2 separate regions of the Hordeum vulgare genome follow, and region 2 is linked to region 1. A link is a contact called in public Hi-C data. All regions are on one chromosome and are shown on one strand. Each heading gives the region's core, a stretch centred on a gene start, on an enhancer-like site or on the middle of the called end of the contact. The rest is flanking DNA. Distances are from core to core; before and after follow the strand shown.

What was found. Hi-C and Micro-C count contacts between places; a contact is called where the count stands out from the background.
Region 2: a contact with region 1 is called in a Hi-C map of leaf, with 5 times the contacts expected there. The contact joins the promoter of LOC123403490 here to the promoter of LOC123406200 in region 1. A contact is called at or near these places in 3 of 6 Hi-C or Micro-C datasets (leaf and seedling).

What each region holds. Positions count from the first base shown.
Region 1 is chr6H:453,223,393-453,226,703 of MorexV3_pseudomolecules_assembly, forward strand. It overlaps LOC123406200 (F-box/LRR-repeat protein At1g06630-like), which reads right to left and starts at 1,635. Exons shown (of 4, transcript XM_045099674.1): 1 at 1,487-1,635; 2 at 1-1,410. The coding sequence starts at 877. It overlaps LOC123406201 (histone acetyltransferase MCC1-like), which reads right to left. Exons shown (of 6, transcript XM_045099676.1): 6 at 1,950-2,290. The coding sequence ends at 2,128.
Region 2 is chr6H:453,550,829-453,553,927 of MorexV3_pseudomolecules_assembly, forward strand. LOC123403490 reads right to left here and starts at 1,253. Exons shown (of 12, transcript XM_045097422.1): 1 at 970-1,253. The coding sequence starts at 1,139. LOC123402275 (myb-related protein Zm1-like) reads right to left here. Exons shown (of 2, transcript XM_045096175.1): 2 at 2,710-3,099. The coding sequence ends at 3,068.

The sequences.
Region 1 (3,311 bases), core at 385-2,884:
GAACGACCTCGTCCAAGGAATCGGCGTCATTGATCATGTGCCTGTTTGCCATCGCACCCGAGTAGCGGAGAGTGCGCAACGCCGGCATCTCAGCAATGGCAACAGACGACTGCTGCGTCCAAGAACAGCTGGCGATGTCAAGCGAGCGAAGCCGCGGTGTGCCGGCTAGTCGGAGTGCACCGATATGGCACTGTTCAAGGCTCAGGCAGCTGAGCTGCGTGCAGTGAGAACAGAGGTCTTCGAAGAAGTCGCCGCAGCCAACGAGCGAAATGGAGGCGAGGTGCAGGCGGGATAGGTGGGTGAGGGGGCAGAGAGAAGGGAGCGGAAGGGCGTTGTGGTCGAGGCGAAGGGTGAGCGACGTGAGGTCGGTGCAGGCGAGGAGGGAGGGAGGGAGCACGGCGAGGCGGGAGCGCGGGAGGTGGAGCTCCAACTGCTCGACGCCTCGCGCCGCGGCGGCGTCGAGCCAGGAGGCGACGTGGCTGGCCGCGGAGGCGGCGAAGACCTGGTCGAAGAAGCCGTCGAGCGCGAGGCGGAGGCGGCGGAGCGGGCGTTGCCGCGAGCCCGCGAGCGCGGCGGTGGCGGCGGCCGCGAATGCCGTCCTGCGGCGGGGCGCGGCGGGGAACGCCGCGGCGAAGTCGAGGTCGAGCTCCGGCGCGGCGGCCACCGCGCCGCGCCACCGGCGCGAGATGGCGGACGCAGCGACGGCGGACCTGAAGGGCAGCTTGGAGACGATCAGCCCGAGGACCGCGTCGGGGAAGGCCTCGAACGGGTCGACGGCGCCGCCGCCATCGCCGTGGCTCTCGCGAGGGGCGGCGGCGTAGGCGTTCGCGTAGGTGAGACCCGCGGCGTGGTTGGGTATCAGGTGCTTGGTGCGCATGGCGCCCCCGGCGATCGGAAGAGGGTTTTCCTCGGAAGGAAATCGAAGTAGGCGTCGTCGGAACCGAGGCGCGGCGGCGGCGGCTTTAATGGCTTATCCGAGGGCGGCTAGCCGTCACCGCGTGGCGTGGAGGCGAGCAGGAATGGCCGGCGTGACCAACAGATCGCCAGACTCGGGGGGGTTTCTGGCCTGGTTTCCGCGTCGTGGCCGCGCGCAGCGCGTGGGGGTTTCTCTTTATCCAGTCCGTTGATGAGGCCTGGCCGCCTGGGTGCAGAGAAATTTCGCTTTTGTTTTTGGCGAAAAGCTTTCCGCTGCGCGGCGCACCTTGGTTTTGGACGCTAGTTTTGGGTTCGGTTTCGACTCTGGTGTCTGGGCTGCAGCGCTCACCTGTATGGATCACCAAGCCACCTCTGTTGCTGGATTCGTTTGAACCTGGGAAATGTTATCTGGCGAACGTCCGCCACAGGCCCAATCCTGGCGAACGCCTCCGTGTTGCATTCGCACGGAAGATGGCAAAAATCGTCGAATCAATTCTGCAGCAGACAGTAGAAGATGTTTACTTTGTAACAAAAAAAAAAGTAGAAGATGTTTACTGCACGAGTTACTTACAGAGATACTGTACCACATTGCCATCAGTTACACGTTTAATGGCTATTTTCAGTTATTTTCCCTGCGTCATTCAACACTCCTTCTGTTCCAGTTTATAAGGTCACCTTTTATGAGATTTAACTTCTGCCATAAATTAGAACAATAACATATAAATAAGTTGAATTGGAAGTCACCACTAGAAAAATCTTTCGAATACAAATCCAATGGTACAGCTTTTTGCTGACAAGAACATCAACTTACTACTATACCAAGAAGACAATTCTTACTAAGACCTTTTTCCCCAGCAAAAAATACATATATATATAATTCTGTGCACATGTAAAATACTACCACTAATACTGGAATCTTTCTTTTTTGAAAAAGAAGGGTATGATATTCATCTTTCAGATAAAATATGAAAGCCAGAGCCGATGTGCCTCAACATTGCATGATTGTAAACGTACATGAATATGACCATCCAGTGTTCCAACAAGCTAGCAGGTGACATTTATTTTCTCCATTTTATTGTCCTCTCTTTACAAGACATGGCTATGGCTATCTGAGAAATTATATACCTGGTTTGTTAATGTATCAGGAAGGGTACAACAACATTGCAAGAGACTCGTGTTTCCACAAAAACAATAATATCGTCACACCTAAAATTACACATGACATCTTGAATCTTCACCACCAATGATCCTTTTACTGTTACTACTATTATTCGGTGAGGTCAATAGAGTGGTTGATTCCTTACAACGGGACCATCTCGGGATACTCTTTTCCTCTTTGCTCCAGAACTTGCCAACCAACATCTTTAGGAAAGCCCTGAAGTCAACAACAAATGAAGTTACAATCTCCCTGCACAAGATTGCCATGCGTTATTAGTACACAGTCATTTTACAAACAGGCACGATGATTGCTACTAAACCGCGAGATAATTTGACAACAGAAAACGTCTGCACACTAAAAATAAATCTTCCGCACTGGATTTGATGTCCAAGGGTTGTTTATGTCACGAGTCAATTTCATCGTTTTACAACAATTTATATTTGACTGATGCTAATAAACCAGGCATCGAACAAAAACAAGAATATGTGGTCTATTGAAGAAAAATACCTCTCTGAAACTGAATACTCAAAGATGCATATTATTAGCTAAACATCCATATTAAAGTTGCAGGGATCAAGACATAAGTATTAATCCCCACAAAACTGAGATCCCATAGTGTGATCATTTTCGATAATGTTGTGACAAGTGTTTGAACAAGTGATGGAGACACTGATGACTTTCCGACTAAAATAGGACTGCACCAAGCGTCAGCTTTGAGCCTTTATCTTTTTTGCTTTGGTGATGGATGAGGTCACAAGGGATATACAAGGAGATGTCCCATAGTATGCTCTTTGCGGATGATGTGGTGCTAGTCGATGATAGTCGGGCGAGGGTTAATAGGAAGTTAGAGCTATGGAGACAAACCTTGGAACCGAAAGGTTTTAGGCTTAGTAGAACTAAAATCGAGTACATGAGATACGGTTTCAGTACTACTGGGCACAAGGTGGAAGTTTAACCTTGATAGGCAGGTGGTGCCTCAGAAGGACACCTTCCGATATTTGGGATCAATGTTGCAAAAGGATGGGGATCGATGAAGATGTGAACCATCGAATTAAAGTCGGATGGATGAAGTGGCGTCAAGCTTCTGGCGTTCTCTGTGACAAGATTGCCACAAAAGATACAAGGAAGGTTCTATAGGATGGCGATTCGACCCAGAATGTTGTATGGCGCTGAGTGTTGATCGACTAAAAGGCGACATGTTCGACAGTTAGGTGCAGCACAGATGCGCATGTTTGAG
Region 2 (3,099 bases), core at 3-2,502, 330 kb after region 1:
CAATTGAGCTGTGACGATGAGACATGCTCTACATGCTTATATGTGATGGAACAAATGACAAGTATAAAGTCAAAAGTAAAAGTCAAGATCAAGGGGGAGAATGTTAGGTTGATCTCTCACCGCGTGGGCCCAACGGCCCACCGGGCCTTGATCTATGCGCCCTGATCGGGGGCGCCCAACCCATTATGGTTGGTGCGGCCCTGTGACCCGCGCTATATAAAGGACGGTGGGGTGCCGGGGCACGAACTACGAGATTCGCCGTCGTCACACCCCTACCGACATACCTATCCGATCTAGGTTAAGCGCGGTGCTCATGGGAAGCTCCACCCACGCCTAACCCTTTTTGTCCATCATCGCCGTCGCCACCACACCGATGGAGAACGGTGCGGGCTCATCCGGCTCCGGGCAAGGTAACTACATGGGTTTGTACCGGATCAATCTATGCCTAGTTGATCCACGTTCTATCACTACTCCCTCTGTCTCAAAATAAATGTCTTAAGCTTAGTACAACTTTGTACTAGAGCTAGTACAAAGTTGAGACAGTTATTTTGGGACAGAGGGAGTATATGATACTGCTGGCCATGTCCGGTGAATTTATCTGAGGTGTCCTAAGCTAACTAAGTAACGGGAAATGTCAAAACCACACAGTATCCTGAATAAATTCAACACATTCTGTCAATCTCACCACAAGAATGTCTCCAAAACAATGTTTCAGCCTAAGAAACACAAACAAAAACTTGCCATTTCCAGTGATTTCTGCTGTAAACGGCTAATTAATTAAAATAACCTAAGCAACATGCTATTGCTAGAGAACAGTACGAATGCTCCAACCAATTCCACCCCCGCGCACGCAGCCCAACCGTCCTAGGTTTGGAATCAACTCAGAACGTAAGTACACATCTCCCCGTGGGTACTAACTGTTAGTTTTTGAAGGAAAACGGAAAGGGGAGATGACCCAAACATGCTGACCTTGTGATGTTCATGAAGCCATAGCTACCCAATAATCTGCCCACTTGGAAGTACGCGGGGTTGGTCATCAGCGCCGCCGAAATCGGCCGTAGAGATCGTCGGCAAGGCCTCCGGCGCCACCTTCCGGGATCCGAAGAGACTAGTAAGAGCGAGGGAAGAGCCTTCAGCATCGTGATCGACGGAGTTCGTCGCCACTGCGCTGCGCACAAGCCTGAGACTGACTGGTGTTTCTTGGGGATAGACAGCTCAAGCCTCCCAGCCGCAGAAACGGAAAAGCTACTTTTTTTTAGACAAAGAAACGGAAAAGCTACTGTGAGGGGTGTATCCCTGATAACGGGCCGCAAGGATTGCCTCTCACACCATCATCGGCCTATTACCAGTTTCTTTGCCCTTTTTATTTTGCGTGTTAGTTTTCGCCTTTCTCTTTATCTGGATTTATTTTTATTTTTTTATTTTATTTTATATTAATATTTAGTTTTTTTTTATTTTTCATCATTATTTTTATACTTTTATTTTAATGTTAAATATTTTTCACGTTTTCTTTTTTTCTTTTCTTTTGCCATGGATGCATGCAATTTTCTCATACACACTTTTTTTTCAAAGTCATGAACATCTATTTGAAAATACATGAGCATCTGTTCTGGAAGTACACAAACATTTCTATTCTGCGAATGGCCAATCTTATTTGGGCCATCGTACATAACATTTATGTGGCAAATCATCGACGCCATGTCAACACAAGTCTAAGAAATTGATCATGGCCAACAAAAACAAGAGACGATATTAAAAGGAAAATTATTTATTTAAATTGGATCGACAATATTTTTGAATAGAAAATCAATGTAAAGATGAAGACTCTAAGAGAAAGAAGTTGCTAATTGGATAGATGAGCAGGCAAGTCCAATATGGACCATGCACCACACCACCCCTCCTAGTCCATGGATATTTTACCCACCTTAGAGCATCTATAGCCATACTTTGTAAATATGATACCTTAAACGTTCATGGACACGTCCGATCATTGACCGGACGTCTTAGTTTTAACCCTTATTTGTCCTTCCGTGCAGCCATATTTTGTACAAATCCAACAACCCAAACATCAATCGTTTAACACCGTGCAACCCCCCGAGTCCGAGCGAACCATTGGATGAGTAACCCTTTCCGAGTTGTTAGCGATTCCTATGCGCAACATCGCCGCATCACCAAAGTTGTTTCCACCCAAATTGACAAAGTGTTTTATCATCGAAAGATCGAGACACCAACTGAATCGGATTGTCGGGTGGATCTCAAAAGAAGAAGAAACACCAACGTGAACAATGGCTAATAAGCCATATGATGTTTCTGAAAAGGAATGTAAGCCCTTAAAATTTAGAACGCATCACCATCTAAATATGGCCCCATTCCCATGCTCCCATTTTCACTGCTTAGGTGACCAACTTCTCTATCACCAAATTTCATGTGGTTTTGCTCACCCGAAGCAACATGCAATCAAATCTAAAGAAAGAAAATAAGGAAATAAAAGCAAGCTAAAGGAGAAGAAAAGGTTACATCGCATTAGCAAAAGCAAATTGCTTTAGAATGCATAATCAAAGCCTGGTGATGATTTCTTCAAAAGGCACGCATGATGGTGGTAGTAGTGGTGGGCCATCGGATGATCCAGCTCTTACGTCACGATGACGCCGTGCAAGTATATACGCACGGCACGTATTAATCCCAGTTTCTTGTATTACGAACCAGTACAAAATCAACCAAATGACGTGCATATGTACGCATATTTGCATAGCACTTCTCACTGGCTCTTGATCACTGATCAGTGGAGTGCTGTCGCATACATACATACATGCCATAGTAGAAGTACAGTTTTGGTTAAAAAAAAAACTGTTAGATAGTAGAGGTACTCGTGCTACTTGGCCTTGTATTTGACCTGACTTTCATTCCTTCAATTTGTATGTGCATTCTAAACGACCAGCCCGTTTCACTTTCAGTTTTACTCCAACAATGAAATCAAATGAGCAACCCAAACGTTTGGTTGAAAACTTCTCCAAGTTGAAATGCTTGATCTCGCGCGTCCGATGGGATCACCGTGGATCTTGGCCTTCTATTCAGAACTGGACGCCTGATGATGATCCG